Regions from separate parts of the Mus musculus genome. Here regions 1, 3 and 4 are each linked to region 2. Evidence: chromatin contacts called from public Hi-C and HiChIP or PLAC-seq data. All regions are on one chromosome and are shown on one strand. The core of a region is the stretch at or near the end of the contact, and the rest is flanking DNA. Distances in the headings are between cores, read along the strand shown.

The links. Hi-C and Micro-C count contacts between places; a contact is called where the count stands out from the background. HiChIP or PLAC-seq counts read pairs in DNA pulled down with a chosen protein or histone mark.
Region 1: an H3K27ac HiChIP or PLAC-seq map of SST interneurons shows a contact between it and region 2, with 8 times the contacts expected there. The contact joins the enhancer-like site here to the promoter of Kcnk9 in region 2. A contact is called at or near these places in 13 of 39 promoter capture datasets (the C10 cell line, the HPC-7 cell line, HPC-7-derived erythroid cells and 7 more), 7 of 484 Hi-C or Micro-C datasets (the HPC-7 cell line, the N1E-115 cell line, cerebellar granule neurons and 4 more), 9 of 115 datasets of contacts at active chromatin or transcription factors (SST interneurons, T-cell acute lymphoblastic leukemia, embryonic forebrain and 6 more) and 1 of 9 other capture datasets (embryonic stem cells).
Region 3: a contact with region 2 is called in a Hi-C map of pancreatic cancer cells, with 3 times the contacts expected there. The contact joins the enhancer-like site here to the promoter of Kcnk9 in region 2. A contact is called at or near these places in 10 of 39 promoter capture datasets (the 3T3-L1 cell line, the C10 cell line, the HPC-7 cell line and 7 more), 1 of 484 Hi-C or Micro-C datasets (pancreatic cancer cells), 5 of 115 datasets of contacts at active chromatin or transcription factors (embryonic forebrain, embryonic midbrain, embryonic stem cells and 2 more) and 1 of 9 other capture datasets (adipose tissue).
Region 4: a Hi-C map of cerebral cortex shows a contact between it and region 2, with 6 times the contacts expected there. The contact joins the enhancer-like site here to the promoter of Kcnk9 in region 2. A contact is called at or near these places in 3 of 39 promoter capture datasets (the HPC-7 cell line, embryonic stem cells and pre-B cells), 4 of 484 Hi-C or Micro-C datasets (the N1E-115 cell line, cerebral cortex and cortical neurons), 7 of 115 datasets of contacts at active chromatin or transcription factors (astrocytes, embryonic forebrain, embryonic midbrain and 4 more) and 2 of 9 other capture datasets (embryonic stem cells and liver).

What each region holds. Positions count from the first base shown.
Region 1 is chr15:72,850,009-72,853,942 of GRCm38.p6, reverse strand. All of the region lies in intron 16 of Trappc9 (trafficking protein particle complex 9), which reads left to right. Among named protein-coding and RNA genes, the nearest start is that of Gm41343, 20 kb to the right of the region's middle. Within about 2 kb of position 2,047, at least 57 of the 459 cell types and tissues checked have an H3K27ac peak or open chromatin away from gene starts, as enhancers often do. A contact at or near this core is called in the N1E-115 cell line, SST interneurons, cerebellar granule neurons and 7 more, where this site is marked.
Region 2 is chr15:72,545,566-72,549,892 of GRCm38.p6, reverse strand. Kcnk9 (potassium channel, subfamily K, member 9) reads left to right here and starts at 2,194. Exons shown (of 2, transcript NM_001033876.2): 1 at 2,194-3,896. The coding sequence starts at 3,614.
Region 3 is chr15:72,945,719-72,949,855 of GRCm38.p6, reverse strand. Trappc9 (trafficking protein particle complex 9) reads left to right here. Exons shown (of 22, transcript NM_180662.2): 11 at 981-1,066; 12 at 3,671-3,797. Among named protein-coding and RNA genes, the nearest start is that of Gm31665, 24 kb to the left of the region's middle. Within about 2 kb of position 1,430, at least 9 of the 459 cell types and tissues checked have an H3K27ac peak or open chromatin away from gene starts, as enhancers often do. A contact at or near this core is called in pancreatic cancer cells, where this site is marked.
Region 4 is chr15:72,904,710-72,908,985 of GRCm38.p6, reverse strand. All of the region lies in intron 15 of Trappc9 (trafficking protein particle complex 9), which reads left to right. Among named protein-coding and RNA genes, the nearest start is that of Gm31665, 65 kb to the left of the region's middle. Within about 2 kb of position 1,880, at least 15 of the 459 cell types and tissues checked have an H3K27ac peak or open chromatin away from gene starts, as enhancers often do. A contact at or near this core is called in cerebral cortex and cortical neurons, where this site is marked.

The DNA.
Region 1 (3,934 bases), core at 798-3,297, 300 kb before region 2:
CCTACCATGTCTTCTCCACGTGACTATGTCCTGGCTGGAGAAATGCAGGAAGAAAGATAAAGACACATGATATACATGGATTAAGATGGGGTAACCAAATCCGACCTGATCAACAGATGAGAGGACTTACTGTGGGGAAAACTGAAAGAATCTATGTGCAGACTGTGTTGGTAGCATTCAGATTTTCTTAATTAAAAAAAAAAATTCATTATTGCATATCAATCAAACCCAGCTTAGAAATCTGGTCTTGCCCTTCGTGAATCAGCTCTGTACAGTACTGGAAAGGCAGAAACCCAAATATTCATCCAACGCCTTTCTGAGGAGAGGTATATAATGGTAAGCATGAAACACGAGTGGACCAGGTAGACTGGCCATAGTATACCATGTTCATGGATGCAGTATTTAGCTTTGGGGAGAGGTTTTCTTACCTCTCTTCTCTCCTGATGCTAATGCTACACAAGTCACAGCTTACTCATGACAAAATCCTAACCAGGCTTTTATTTTTTTTTTCTTTTTATTTATTTATTTATTTATTTATTTATTTATTTATTTATTATATGTAAGTACATTGTAGCTGTCTTCAGACACTCCAGAAGAGGGGGTCAGATCTTGTTACGGATGGTTGTGAGCCACCATGTGGTTGCTGGGATTTGAACTCTGGACCTTCGGAAGAGCAGTCGGGTGCTCTAACCCACTGAGCCATCTCACCAGCCCCCTAACCAGGCTTTTAAAATCAATGGGAAGAGCTGACATTAGAATTCACATGATAAGAAGAGAAGCCAAGAACAGACAGGACAAACTGAGGGATAGGACTGAGTCAAGTGGTCCTGCTGTTATCAGGCTTGTGATGTACTGGTACCTAGCACACGGGGTGGAGACCAGGATGATCACAAGTTAAAGATGTGACCAGGAAGCTGTGCCTGTTTGGCTTCACTTTGGTTGACCAATGCCTGGGCCCCACATAGTGACAGAATATTGTTTTATAATATTTATCTTTCATAACTACTGGGCAGATAGCCATGCACCTTTATGCTTAAGAGGTGTGGCTTCCTTTCCTCCCTCTCCTGTCCCACCCATGCTATGCCTGGGTAGCTCATTGACTGGCAGCTGCTTTTCAGATGGGCGCCATGCTCTGTAGATCTGTTGTTTAGGCACTGTGACCCATGCTCTCAGAGTGCTGGGGTCTGTGAGTTGAAGGGGATCAAGGCAAGGAGGGAAACTCATAGGGTGGGTATGCCTGGTACTGGGCACTGAGATTTCTCTGTCCTGACTTCCTGTAGCAGTACTCTAAGTCTCTACCAGTCTTCTTCAGCAGTAAAGAAATGAGCTCTGGAGATGTTAATTTATTCATACGAAAAAAGTAATGATGTGTTTGAGCCAAAGTTCAAGCCTGTAACCATCTGGTTCTCACTTCCTGTCGTGTATGCAGACTCGCCATCCTCAGGGACAGTGTGAATAAAGCCTCAGGAACACTGGAGACGATTGCTTGCATAGAGTGGACAAAGCACAGGACTATCATGTGGATGTGGGAAGTGGCTGGCCCTTTGCTGGGAGTAGCTGTTATCTCTCTCCAGTGTTCCTGTGAGGTCACTGCAGAAACAGCCTTCCTTGTGAGCATGGTATGTGGAGCCTGTGGGTCACCCTGCTGTGCAGGCTCTGGGGCCACCTTGCCCTTCCCTGCCTGTCACCTGCTGACTGCTAAGTCTGGCCTGCTCTGTTTGGGGGTGGAGGCTGTTTTTTGGAATGAGGCAATTAAATTAGAAGGCCATAAAGCTCTGCATTGTCTCTCATGCTTCTTCAGTGTTTTGGTGCCCATTGTTAGAGAAAAAGAGAAAATTAAAAAAAAAATCTTCCTGTGTGTGTGAAAGTATGTGCACAAGATGCGGTTTTTCTGAGGACACGTCTTCAAATGCAAGCGTGGGAGCTATTTTTAGGTACCCTTTCTCCCAACAGTGCTGTTTAAAGATTCAGTTCAGGCTGCTAATAGGTATATTTATAACCATTCTGTCGACGGTCCCAGCATGAATGCTACTGCAGATGATGCTATTCTTGGAGGCAGTTGCCATGGTTACCATTAACCCGTTTGGTTGGGAAGAGTCTCTCCATAGGATGTTTTGTTCCCCCCCAGGGTGCTTTGTGGCATGTGAAGACATATATGTACTCAGAACCAAAAATTAAAAAAAAAAAGGAGTGCATTTTATGCCTAAGTAATATGTATACTTTATAAATGAATGGGCAGCAAAAGTGATTGCCGCTAACAGATGGTCTCCATTCTTGCCCTTTAAGCAGATGATACTAAAGATAGCTTTGTAGCTACTGCCCATCACTAACAAAGCTTAAATCATAGACAAGCATTCTTAAAGATCCATTGTTCTTGTTTCTCTATCACGGTCTCCCCAATACAGCTACTAAGTTATTAAGAAAAGAAATTGTATGTATTTCCTCCAAATATTCATTCATTCACTGGTAATTCACACAGCAGACCTTGAGCTAGCACTCCTTAGGGCATGTACAGACCTGATGTCTGGAAGGGCTCATGGATTCCACACAGAAAGATGAGAGCCATGGCTAAATGGAATTCCCAGTTCTTCGTGCCTTCAACACACCTTAGTAGGAGGCACTCATGGCGTTTGAACCCTGACTGGTTCTTCTACCCATAGCAGCTTATAGTTGGCAGATGAGCTAAGAGTGATGAATGAAGTAAATATCATAAATAGAAAGTGGAAATGTTGGCCAGAGATATAGACAATTAGCCATTTGGCACCGACCCTCACCGACTGATAACTAACTGGTACAGTCAAGTGAAAGAAAAGTAGGACCTAGAAAAGCCCATGGCTTGGGGAAGGGGAGACCCCCAGGCTTCAGAGACAGTGGCTGTGGCAAGGAATATCTACAGGGCATGAGCTAGGAGTTACCATCTCCCATGCTGTGACTTTTCTTCTGTGAAGATGGCTGTGTGAATGGGCTGAAGGATCTGGAGGCAGAGGATTGCAGAATACAAGGTGTTTCTGTGTAGAATCTGAATGGGGAACACTTTGTCCTTTTGTAATTGGTAGGGAGGGTCTTTGAACTCCTTTATCTTTCAGCCAGTGATTTGGGAAAGAACCTTTCACACCATTGTTAAATGCCACACCACTGCAGGCACTCGGTGGAGACAAGGTGGCATGCACACCTGTGCACATGCATTCTCAGACATACAGCCCCCACCCACAGTGGCAAAACAGATCTGTTCTGTCTTCAGAACCTCTCCCTTAATTGGCAAACATAGGTCTTTGGAGTGAACAGTGCCTCGGATAACATAGGTCTTTGGAGTGAACAGTGCCTCGGATGTAAAGCACAGTTTCAGAACTTGGGAGGAGTGGCTGGAGGATTACCAGGTAGGGATTCTGCAGCAGGTTGGGAGGAGTGGCTGGAGGATTACCGGGTAGGGATTCTGCAGCAGGGGGGCTGATTGCTAGCTAACCCAGCCCTCCCTCACCTGGCACCCAGCTGCTACCCTGCCTGGGCACACGGATGCCTACACAGGTTGTAGTTCCCTTGGTTTCCCCTGCCTGCAGCATCAGGCTGTGAGTTGCTACGAGGATGGGGACTGGGCTTTGCTGATGTACAGCGCTCTTAGTGACAAATGAAGACCAAATGGATGAAAACAGGAAACAATTAATGGCCTTTTGGCATAGATTAAAAAAAAAATCAGTTAAGAAGTATTTAGCACCTCCCAAGAGGACTAATATACTGGCGGATTGTGTGTCTACCCGCTGGCTTAAGGGAGGTTTCATTTGAGAAACCCTGAAGCTTCTGTGCCTTGTCACAGCCTCTCCTCCTTCCTGGGAGTTTGCAGTCTTCACTGGGATGCCCACACAGGGCTTACTGCCTCTAAGTAGGAACGCTCACTCAGCTATTTCTATGTCAACTTAGAAACTTCAGCTTTTTATAA
Region 2 (4,327 bases), core at 945-3,444:
GATGTGGACAAGAAACTGGAATCCTGGAGGAAACTCTGGAAAGAAGCCCGGGGACAATGGGTTCTAGATGGGAGTAATTCTGTGGTCTTGGACAGGAGGCCTTTCCTTCACCTATAAAACAAACTGAAGTGCCTTTCCGTCTTTCCAAAACGCTGTGTGGAACTGGAGCTTCTCTGAGCAAAGCCTGGACTCCAGTCATCAGAGCTCAGCCCATCCCCCACAGCTCCTGCACTTGTCTTTGGGGACAGCTTGGACCTCGCTGCAGTCTGGTTGGCTCAAACGTGGGCAGATCTGTGGGTCGGAGTCTAGCGCCCCCTGGTGGCGCCGAGACGCACAAGCCCTATCGGACCTCTTGCTGGCCCGACGGTCAGGCCATGACTCAGGGTGCCACCGCTGCCAGAGCAGCGGGAGGCCTGACTGGGGTTCCGTCGTAGGCTGAGCCACGACTCAATTAATTACCAGCTGCTGGGAATCTTTGTTGCTCGCTTGTGGTGACTCACTCCGCAGCCAGGCTCCCTTGCAAAGCACGGGGGCCTTGGCTTCCAAAATGAATTTTGGGGAGCGCACCTGATCAGGTGGAGCTCCCCATCCGGGTACCAGGAAGACCACACGGAGACTTGACTGTTCAGGAATAGCTCACAGCGCCCGATGCCCCTGCCCTGTGGTGCACTCATGATCCTTTAAATTTTACCTGGGAGCATACATGAAGCCCCTAGTCCATCGGGCTATGCGTCTGGGTAGACAGAGGCTGGGGCATGGTCTAGGAAGCTGAAGAACACAGGGTTTCTAAGTCTCCGAACTCTTTCAACAGCTGGGGACGATTCACAGGCTGCTCCTATCTCCATGGACAGCTTCTAGCTCCCGCCTTTTAGCTGTTGCTTGGTGGTCACCAGATCTCTTCATCAGCGTCCATGGCTAGGGACAGAGAAGATAGCCTGGTCGAGGAAACCAAAGCCCGGGGTCTCAAAAGCGTGATTCTGTCTGTCCCAGTCCGCAGCAGCACTGCTCTAGGGGAGCTTTGTGAGCAAGAAAACCTCTGGGCAACCTAAAGAGGATGGGTGGGTGGGGAACCCAGAAGACCTAAACAGGAATCCTGGCTTCTTCCTTAAACTCAAAGGCTAGTAGCTCCCTGGCCAGATCCTCCTGTTCTATTTCCAAGCCTTAACCTGGAGGGTGCCTCGCCGGGGGAGCGCGCGCGGGGGGGGGGGAAGTTCCTGCACTCTGCTCCTCAGCAGAGGAATCAAGAAATGAACAGTGAAGAAGCGCGCGCACTGGGGGAAGTGGGGATGGGGGGTGGGGGCGGGGAGGCTACTGCTGGAGAGGGGAAATGAGAATTCCTGTCCATCCTTTCTTGAGGTGTAACTCTTAAAAGTGGTGGTCTGCGAGATCTCTAGGGAAAAGTAGCGGGGAAGGGGGGTAGCAGGTGCAAGACCACCCGGGACACAGCCACTATCCGAACTAAGGTGGCTGTCAAAACCCCAACAATCTAGAAGGCAGTATCCAGTAGGGCGCTGCTGAGCCAGGTGGCTGCTGCAGCTGGACGTGTGTGTGTGTGTGTGTGTGTGTGTGTGTGTGTGTGTGTTACAAGGGGGAGCGTGTGGCCACTGCTGTTGCACTCTCCAGGGCTCATAGCCCCTTCCTTTTCTATTTCCAACTCTCCCGGTTTTTGTTGTTGTTGTTGTTTTCCCCCATAAAAGGTTAATCTGTCTCCACTGGTCAAATTCGTTTTTCATCCCCAGCTGCAGGGCCCTCAAACTCTCTCTTCACTTTGCCAAGGTTGGGTGCGCTCTTAGGGGAGCAGTACTTTTTCAGAAGGAAGCCACTTCATCCCCATCTCAAACCCTCTAGCAGCTGGCCTCCCATCCCCGAACCCTAGCAGCACCTAGTTCAACCCCTTTCCTTTTCTCTCTCTCTGGCCATCACTCCTGGGCTCCTTCATGTGCACCCTGCGCAGTACCAGGTCTGCTGCAGGAGCTGCCACTGCCGCCTCACCAGCTGGCTGGGGACCAGGCGGGAGGTGGCGCGACCCAGAGGCTGCAGGAGGGAGGGAGGGAGGGAGAAAAGAGAGGAGGGAGGGAAGCCGGTCCTCGGAGTAGCCTGCCCCCCTCCCTCCCGCCGGAGCGGGGCCGTCAAACGCAAACACGCGCGCACGCACACCCGCGAATACATACACTCGGGCTCCCTCCGGCGCGCACGCACAGCGCCTCAGGCAGACCAGAGCGGCGGCTGCCTCTCTGGACTCCTGGACGCCAGAGTCTTAGGATCCTCGGGCAGCTGATGCGCCTTTGCCTGTCCCCATCCCTACCCTTCAGTTCCTCCAGGGCTGCGGGACCCCTCCCGCCGCCGCCGCCACCTCGCCCGCCACCCGGCGAGGAGCTGGCTGGCCGGCCGCTGCCGCGCAGTTCCCTCTTCGTCCCCGAGGTAGCTCCGTCGCGGCTCCTGTCTTGGGCTTCGTCGTGTTCCTGAGCTTCAGAGGCTGAGCAGAACAAACTTCGCAGATCGGCTGTCGCGCGGCGGGCACCCCGCGTGCCCCGCGCGCCCAGGTGGGCACGGGGCTTTCGGATCTTGGGGCATCGGGTTTCCTCGCCCGTTGCCCCTGCTAGATAGACTTTATCCCTGCTTGCAGGGATTCTAGAGACTCCTTCACTTAGCAAACTTTCTATTTCCCCCAACCCAAAGGGGGTGAAGAAAGCTAGAGGGAGAAGCAGGTCCCCGCGGGGCAACCGCCACACTGGAGGCGATTAGCTGGGCCCCGCTAGCCGGGGAACGCATCAGGGATGGGGAACCCCTCCCCGGGTCTCCCTCTGTCCCGGCTACCGATCCTGCCCCAACCGAGCCCGCAGGCTCGAGGGGCGAGGTGCCCAGGACCAGACAGCCCGCGCGGAACGAGCTTGGGCCATCCATCCGCACAACCATCCGCACTGGGGCAAACCGCTTGACCCAGGCCTGGCATAGGGTGTCCCGGGTTCAGGATCGCTGGCCTCCGCGCCAAAGCAATGTCATCAACATGTCCACCATTTCGCGCGCCCCGGTGGTGATCACCACGCCCGCGGACCCCCCTGTGTACGCGGAATCCGTTGCACTGGGTGCTCCCGAAGAGCCCGCTGTGCCCGCGGAACCCGCTGCGCCGGCGGAACCCGCTGCGCCCACGGAACCCGCTGCGCCCGCGGAACCCGCTGCGCCCGCGGAACCCGCTGAGCCCGCGGAACCCGCTGAGCCCGCGGAACCCGCTGAGCCGGCGGAACCCGCTGCGCCCGCGGAACCCGCTGCGCCCGCGGAACCCGCTGCGCCCGCAGAGGAAGCCGAGCCTGCCGAGCCCGGGGCGTCCGCTGGTCCCGCAGAATCCGCAGAGTCCGGGGAGCCCGGTGAGGTCGTTGAGTCCCAGGAGCCCGCGGCACCCGGGGAGACCCCTCAGCCTTCAGGTGGTGGTGAAGTTCGTGAAAGTGATGATGCCCAAGAGGAGACCGAAATTTCCAACATCAGCTGTGGCATCTGCTGCTACCACCGCTTGCAACTTCGACTCCATCGTAGAGGAGGCTTGGTCAGCGCCGCGCTGCATTGGGATTCTCGTGGTCTGGTCCAACTTCCCTTTAGCATCTCCTTCTTCGCGGCCATGAAGCGGCAGAACGTGCGTACCCTGTCCTTGATCGCCTGTACCTTCACCTACCTGCTGGTCGGTGCCGCGGTGTTCGACGCCCTCGAGTCGGACCATGAGATGCGCGAGGAGGAGAAACTTAAAGCCGAAGAAGTCCGTCTCAGAGGCAAGTACAACATCAGCTCCGATGACTACCAGCAGCTGGAGCTGGTAATCCTGCAGTCTGAGCCCCACCGCGCTGGTGTCCAGTGGAAATTCGCCGGTTCCTTCTACTTCGCCATCACTGTCATCACAACTATCGGTAAGGAATGGGTGTGCCGCCACCGGGCTCGAGGGAGACACGGGAGGGGTCTAGGAGATGTAGCGCACACGAAGCAATGCTGAGGTGGGGGTGGGGGCTTCCCAGGTTTAAGACAGACCCTGTTTCAGTGTCTCATCCCTCAGGGGCATGACCTCACTCTTCCAGGGGACCCTATCTGGTGCCCCAGACTGCTCTGGTGTTTGGGCCAGGCTTGGGAACTCTCAGAGTCAGTGCTGTTGTCTTGAGGGTGGAGGCGCCACTTTTGCGAAGAGTGGAGCGCTAAGAATAATCCCACAGCCGAACACCCACCCACCTAACGCCCCAGTGTTGGCTGCGCTTCCCTGAGTGGGTTCCAAGCCTTAAACTTACTATCTCTTGGGGAATTTGGGACAAAGCTGGTGGGACATTAAGGTGACAGGAGGTTGTTTATA
Region 3 (4,137 bases), core at 181-2,680, 400 kb before region 2:
GCACCATGCTTGCTTAATGCTCTCTTTCTGTCACCAGATTCTTACTCATCTCTGAGTAAATGGTCCCCCATTTCATCTGATCCAGCACTACCCCAGCTTCCATAATTCCCCTCTGACATTTTATCTAGACAATGCCTTTCCTAACCAGTTCTTAAGGGAAAGAAAGCTTACCACTGATCCAGATGGCACCCACAAAGGGCCGTCTAGAGGAAGCTGGACAGCCAAGGTGCAGGGCTGGAGCACAATAGGGTGCAGAATCTCCTGGCTTCTTTGTTTTAAGACAGGATCTTCTGTCTTGATACCCCTGCTTCAGCCTCCTTGAGGAACGACATTCCAGACCAAAGTCACCATACCTTCCTGGGTCTGATGTCATTTGCACTAGGACTTCATGTCTTTGTAAGGTCTTGTGCTGATATCAATCACTGCCCCAGGGGCAAAGTAGTGGCCTGGACAGGCCGGGGCTGTCAGGGGTCATTCTAGGTGCTACTGTAGCCTGGATCTGAAGCTCTTACTTCTATTAGGTGACTTCGGGTACTGATAGTACCACCCTGGGCTCCAGTTGTGTCATATGTGGAGTGGGACTTTAGAACCTGGCTCAGGGTTGTTCTGGATCAAGTGAGAGACTATTTCTCAGTGGTGGCTATTCAGAGACCTTTGGGGCAGTTGTGTGTGCCCCAAAGCAGGTTGTTGCAATAAATCAGGAGTATGCCTAACCAGGTTTTAGGGGACATAGAGAAATCATGCTCTGGGCCTCTTGCAAGAGGCCCCTGTACCTGCCCAGAGAAGCACTGGTCACCACCATAGCCATCATCACTGGTCTGCTATGTTTCCTAGCTGCAGAGGGAACTCAGTGTGAACTGCTCATGCCAAGGCAAGCATGTGGCCCATTACTCTGCTCTCCAGATGAACGCACGCAGCAACAAACCAAGAAGAGCAATGGTACCAACTCACCTTGGAGATCTTTTCTATGTATTTTGTAGATTTCCAGTGGGTTCAAGGAGATGTGTGTGAAGTTCAGCTGATGGTGTACAACCCAATGCCGTTTGAGCTCCGCGTGGAAAACATGGTACGTGCAACAAGACATTTGACCTAAATCTATTATCACTGAGTAGTACTTAATGTCGGCCATAAATATCCACTGACATCCACTTGATTTTATTTCTGGTTAGGTGAGGTCTCTGGACATCCTGTGTGCAGAGGCTGTGCTTTGTCATTTTAGTATCTTTGCTTGGCACTTATTTACAAGTAAGCCTTCAGTTTAATGTACACAGTGATCTTAATTGATTGAATATAGATTTGAAATAGTCATCTGGAGGTCAGGGCTCAAGGTTTAGTACAGGCTGTGGTTTAGTAAGAAAAGAATGTTTGCACTGCATGGCTCTGACCTCACCCTCTTGATGATCGCTCTGTAGTTAGTCATGCTCCTCAGAACATGTGTGGTGAGGGAAGGAGGTGTATATAACCTCATCACATGGGACAGGCTAGGCCCTGTGCACACTGTTCTATGGATCCTTCTTTAGGGCTTTCCCTCTCATGTGTGCACAGGGATATGTGCAGTGTGCACAGGGATATGTGCAGTGTGCATGTGGAGGGCCCAGCTTGGTGGTGAGGCTCTTCCCCATTGCTCTTTCACCTCAATTTTGTTTCTATTTGGTTTTTAGAGACATGGTTTCTCTGTGTAGCCCTGGCTGTCCTGGAACTCATTCTATAGAACAGGGTGGCCTTGAACTCAGAGATCCACCTGTCTCTGCCTCCTGAGTGCTGGGATTAAAGTTGTGTGCCACCACTGCCCGGCCACCTTAATTTTTTTGAGGCAGGATCTCCTCATCAAATCCAGAGCTTGCCAATGTGGCTAGTCTAACTAGCCATCTTGCTCCATGGATCCCTTCTGAGGCTGGAGTTAAAGGTTAGCTTTCACACTCACCTGGTATTGTGTGGGCTCTGGGGGCCCAAACTCTGGACCTCTTTCTTGCTTGATAAACTTATTGCTGGGCTATCTGCCCTGCCCTCTGTGAGAATATATTGCTGCTGTCCAAGGGCTGCTGCTGCCTCTCCATATCTATCTATTTATCTTTCTCTCCCTGCACCCCTTTCTTTTTGTCTTTGAGACAAAGGCTCACTATGTAACTGGCTGGGCTTGAACTCACAGCACTATACCTGCCCGTGCCTCCCAAGTGCTGGGATTCAAGACATGTTTAGTATGCTTGGCTTATTTAAAAAAAAACAAGTCTTTAAAAAGATTGCTTTCATTATTTTCATGATAAGCACATTAAAAATATATGCTTATTGTAAAATATTAAGAGTAAAAAACTATAACTCAAAACTCTACTTGGAGATAGCCCACCACTTGGTGTCAGAAACTGAAAATATTTATTTATGAAGCATTTTAGGCATAAACTCTAATATATTCACTACCTACTCTGAGGATGTATTAGCAACTGCCATTTGGCTTTAGTTAGCTTGAACATAAGTTAAGTGTCCATGTGTTTTGCTTAGGGACAACAGCCATATAGTTGGCTTTTCTTCTACTCTTACCCATGACGTCTATCCACACCGCACATACATCATTGGATGCTACCAGAGTGCTTTGGCTTCTGGTGTTCTCTGAAGACAGAGCTGGGGAAGGGTGTGTAAGTGTGGGCATACATGCACATGCTTTCTTTTCTCTGTGCACAGGTGTGTGTGTGTGTGTGCACATAAACTCCTGTGGTTCACACTTCTGCTATCCCAGCCCGTTCCCCCAGGGTCCCTCCCTGCACCCCTACTTTTGATGCTGGCATACTTCCTAATGTTGTGAGTAGTGCTCACGAGTCTGTGCACACACCCACTCCTGGTCAGTGTATCCAAGGTGAGTTCCTCCCATTTTGACCACTGTCCTGCGGAGAACCATCTGCTTGGGAGAATCTCGGAATTCTTTCTCCGTTGAGGTCCTCTTTGTTCCGGTCGTGTTCAGTATCTGCCATGGAATCTTGCACAACATTTTGGAATTTACTCCAACATGTTTATGGTCTTGTTAATGCTATTTCCTTCTTTTCCCTTTCCAGTTTTCATGTTTTTGTGTTTTGTTTTATTTTTGATAGCTCACAACAATGCCCATGCTATTTAAACTTCCTTCTGGCCTTTGCCTCTTTGCTGACCATACTTGCTTATGCAGGGTTCAACATGGATTCCAGGGGGTGGCAATGGTCATGACTTTGCCTTTGTGAACAGATGTCCTTTTGGCACTGACTGGAATCTCCTTTAGGGCTGCTGTCTCTGCACTATGGCCTGTCAAGGGGCAGCTTCTTGAGGCTGGGGACTCGTGTGGTTCACTAGCAAGCTCAGAGCCCGCTCTTCATTGAGACGAACAAATAATTCACAGATGCCCCGGTGTGAAATCAGCTTCCACACTCTTTTCCTTTTGTGTGTGAAACACAATATTTGTTTACTTTTCTTTGGGTCTGCCTTCTCATTTGACAAAACAGCAAAGCAAAGGAATCAGATGACGATACTCGCTCTCAGTGCCCAGATCGCACCTGTCTCCCTTGATATTCTCTGTGGGGTTTTGCAATGCTGCTGGACTTTTCGTTCCCATGGTTTCTGCAGTGCATGCCACAGCGTTTGTTAGCGGGTAGCTGTCCAGCATGGGTCCGGGCTGTGCTTCCTCACCGTGCTCCTTCACTTCCTGCAGGGGCTTCTCACCAGCGGAGTGGAGTTTGAGTCTCTTCCTGCAGCGCTTTCCCTCCCTGCGGAATCTGGTTTGTACCCGGTGACGCTGGTCGGAGTCCCACAGACTACAGGAATGATCACTGTGAATGGTAAGGAGAGTTCTTCCGTGGTTTCTGCATCACTGATGCAGATCACCAGAGCTGGTCACCTGACCCGTGATCCTAACCAGCTAAATGATAATGACACGATAGCATTCATTTCCAAAGTGAAATGATGCGGAAAAAGTTGGTTTTGCTGTGTGCCAGGTACCCGAGGTGCTGCTGTGGGGAGCAGAGTCAGTCCTGTGCCTTGGCTTGTCTGGTTTCCCTCACCCCATCTTTGCTTTTCTCCTTTGGGACAACATGGACTCAGCGTCTTTCAGTGCGACCACATCCTCTCCAGAGCCACTGTGCCCCTTTAGAGCTCTGTATGTCCCTGCAGCCTCCACCA
Region 4 (4,276 bases), core at 631-3,130, 360 kb before region 2:
GACCCTGAGCTAGCAGTACAGGGTCCGTACTCCACCAGACACCAACTCTTCCTGTTTGGACGGAAGCACCTATCATCATTCCTTCCACTGAACAGCCACCCCCACCCGGCAGTTGTCTCTTGGTGAGTCACCACAGCTTGACTGGAGAGAGCAATGATGAGCACAGGAGATCGATCGATGGTCCACAGAGAGGCTCTCGTTGCCTGCAGTGCAGTCACCTGTTGCTGATGAATGACAAACACCCCAGTCTCCATCCCAGGGGCTTAGAAAGTTATTTTCCAACCGGAATTTAAACCAAAGAACAAAGTCAACCTTCCCACATGCTGGCCGAACAGGGGGCCTAGTAATGTACGTACTTCATAGGTTATTAAACAGACCTCTGGGGCAAATGTGGTGGGTGGCACGAAGCTGTCTACATCAGCAGAGATGCTCTCCTACGAGCCCCAGGGAGGCAGGGACAGGCTGACCTTTCCCATGGCTACGCTGCGGCGCTGTGAAATGACTGTCTGTGAGTCAGAAGGCAGGTAGGTGGCAGGGCTAAATATAACGATGGGCAGGCAGTCCAGCACATTAGCTTTGTTCCTTTGGAGCAAAAGCAGACAGCCCACTGAATACAAAACAAAAGCAACACTCAATGGCCAACACAACCCAAAAGCAATCATAGGTCAGGATTAAAATCTAAGATACCCCCCCCCCCCGTTTCAGTTCAAATATGGAAAAAAAAAAGTTGGCAGAAGAGAATAAACATCTGTTCAAAGTCACCAGTGAACCACTCAAGGCCTAGATGGGATGGTCAGACTGTGAAGAGGCTAGGGCTGCAGGCCCAGAGTCTCTCGTCCCTGGAGGCCTTCTATAAGGGGCTAAGGGGGCAGAGAAGAGAAGGCACCAAGGAAGTTAACACTGGCTGGGGAGAAGGCAGCAGCCCACCCTGTTTGTATAAAACACAAGGCAGAGAAAGGGGCAACAAGTATGAAAGCAGCAATGAGGTTGCCATGGGGACCCAGCTAGGGAATGGGCAACTTAGGAGTCAGAGCTCCCCTGTCTCCCCAAAGGACCAAAAGCCCACAGGACCGGGAACTGGGTAGAGGTTGTGTCTGGTCCCTGAAGGCAGATGGCCGATGAGAACATCTTCACAAAGGCAGCGTGGGTCAAGGTAGAAAAGTTCTCATGGAGCCCTGGGTGTGTGGGGGGGAACCCCTGTTTCTGATGACAAAGGGGGACAGCAGGGCTTTTCAAAGGAGACCAAGGAATAGCTCTCGAGGCTGAGGGGGCAAGGGCTGAGTGAGGAAGGGACACCCAGGTAGGCGGCAGGTAGGCAGAACCTGGGAATTCAGAGACAAGGATCCTGGACTTGCCCTCTCAAGCACAGTAGGGCGACATGCATTCAGACAGATTCTCAGGGGGCTTGTGCTGGCACAGGGGCATGTCGACAGCAGGACCGGTGTGATCTCCTGGTCACAAATGAAGACCCTGTGAGAACAGGCAGGAAGTAACTGAATTGCATGCCAGGCGAGTGTGTTGGGCACTGTTAAATATTCTCTCCGTCCTTATGTTTTCTAAACCAAGGAAAAGCCAAGTTTCAACAAAATCTCAGGCTTTCTTTTAAAAAAAAATCAAAACCAAAACACATGTTTGTGGTAATACTGAGGCATCTAGGAATTCCAAAGACAGAAAGAGATATACCCCTGTGTTAAGACTGCAAGCAAGCTGCCTTCAGCTTCCGGGTGCTTTGGGATGAGTCACACCACTCTTTAAAAAAATAAGACTGAGAACTCCAAAAATCCATATTTATTCTCACAAGAGAACAGCAGACCAGGGCAGGGATGCTGAACAGCTCTTCCGATCTCAGAGGACAGCGTTAGGGGAGCGGGCAGGTCATGGGAGAGAACACAGCCGACTGCAGAGCAGCGGCCCACTGATAAAAGTAATCCCAGGCCACAGTGGCAACCCCTGCTTTAGCTGTCAGCAAACTGTGAAGCGGTACACCGTCAGATGTGATTCACACATAGCCCTGGACTCTGGATGAACAACCGTGTTGATGCCTCTGCCCTTAGCAGCCTGCTCCCAGGGTGTTCATCAGAAAGGTGGCAAGAAGCGTACCCACCCGTGGGAAGCAGAGCGGGATCTCATCAGAGCTTAGCAAGCCACTGGTGTCTCTGCTGAACCCCAGGCTGCGAGCATAGGGCCATTCAGTGACAGTACACAGGGAAAAGGAGGAAGAGCAAGCTTACCTGTGGCCACATCTACCACTCTGCACTAGTGGCCTCCCCAGAGAACTCTGCATGTCTCACTCCAGGGCAGCTACAAACTACCTTCCTTCTATGGTTTTGTTGTAGCATCAAGAAAAATCATCACTTTTTTGATTGACATCTTATTCCATAAGAAATGATTTAATAGCAGCTTGATATGTAATCATATATATGTGTGTGTGTTTGTGGGTATACACACACACATATATATATATATATAAAGCCTGGAACTAATCTATCCTCTTCTATGGAAAGAAGGTTACTTAACCACCTATATCAGTAGCTACTGTACCCCAAGCTACAACTTTTCTGGGAACCCCAGAGCACTCTATGTGTTCAGGCAGACAATGGGAAGCCTCCAGACACTGGAAAGGGCAGAAGGCCTTAGGTCTGGTGCCATCACTGTGTGCACCTGTGGAGGGAGAGAAGTGTCCGGATGAGGCTGTCCATGGAGGCTGGGGACCGTGCTGCTCCAATTCCACTGTCACCATAGACATATTTTTACTTTCCTAAACACACTGCGGAGTTTCTGAATGAACAAACATGCTTTCTCTACGGAAATTAAGGATGAGTGTTGGCTCATCGTTTTAGCCAACTGCTTCTACTGCTCTGGTTTTCTTGAGCATATTTTATGATAACCAGATGGGCTCTTTTGGCATCCATGGATTTTATGAATACATGAGAAGGCATCTTTGAAAAATATTCTACCTGGAACAGCCTACGCTGACAGACTCCCACGAGACACCCTTTGCTTTCTTTTACCTTTGCAAGTGTATTTTATTTTAGTTACATTCTATTCAAGTTTATTTTAGGTATCTGTTACCATACACACACACACACACACACACACACACACACACACACACATACACACAATCTCCTTGTTCGTTCATATCTTTTTCTTTCTTTCTAGAAGCACGTTAAAAAAAAAAAAACATAGCCTGTCACTAGGGTTGGTTGCTAAGCCATTTGTAAGCCCTAACCATAGGTTTGGTAGTGTTTTGATATATATATATATATATATAGTTTGGACCTCTGGGGATGCTGGTGAGCTCAGGATGTTGCTTTTGTGTCAGGGTGGCCGGTGGTTCCAAGTTTGTGTTTTAGCTATGTGTTGATGGGCCGTGTAATACTGAAGAAGTCACCTCATTGGAACCTTGGCTCTCTCATGCGTACAATCACTATGGCAATGCCCACTTTACAGGGAGTGTGGAACGAGTTGGATGCCCCCATGCACTTGTGCCTGCTGCATGACCAGTTATCAGATCTGCCAGGGTTCATCAGAGAGGAGGGGCTGCTGCTGGGTACAATAGGAACTGGCTCACATAGTTGTGGAGGGCGGAAAGCCCTGCAACAGGTTGCCCATGAGCTGGAGACTCTGGAGGAACATGGATCAGTCTGAGGCAGAAGGGCTGAAAACCTTGGAAGACACGGAGGGCAAATTCTGGAGTCCAAAGATTGGAGAAGTGCAGGAGAGTCTCTCTAGGGTCGAGTCTGTACCACCCATGGTTCTGATGCTTGGATGATGTTCACTCATGTTGAGAGCTGTCCTTTTCCTCCTGGTTCCCCAATTTTCAGGCCAGCTCCTCTGCAGCCGGGCACACGCACCTTGCCAGTTCTTGAATATGCCTTTGTAGGCTGGCTCTGCTGGTGTGGCCAGAGCAGCTGCTTTCTCTTCATGGCTAGCGCTGCTTTCAGCTGTCATTTCCCAGTTGTCATGATGATTGTGATATTGTGGATGAATTCAAGAGAAGTATTATTTCAGAATTACATCCTGAAATTGCCCACAGCCTTTCTCCTAATGGAAAGATTGAACACTATAAACGGTAGCTGTGAAGTTCACGCTACAAGCTCATTTTTATTTGCAACTCTAACCATTCTTGCATGCACTCCATCCACATAGTATCTCTACGCTCCTTGGTCCTGGTAGGCTGCCTCCATCTGTTTGTGACTTTTTGCCCTTGTCTTCCTATTAATTGTCAGACAAATCCGTTCTGCGTATCCTATTTGTGATTGCCTGTGTTGGC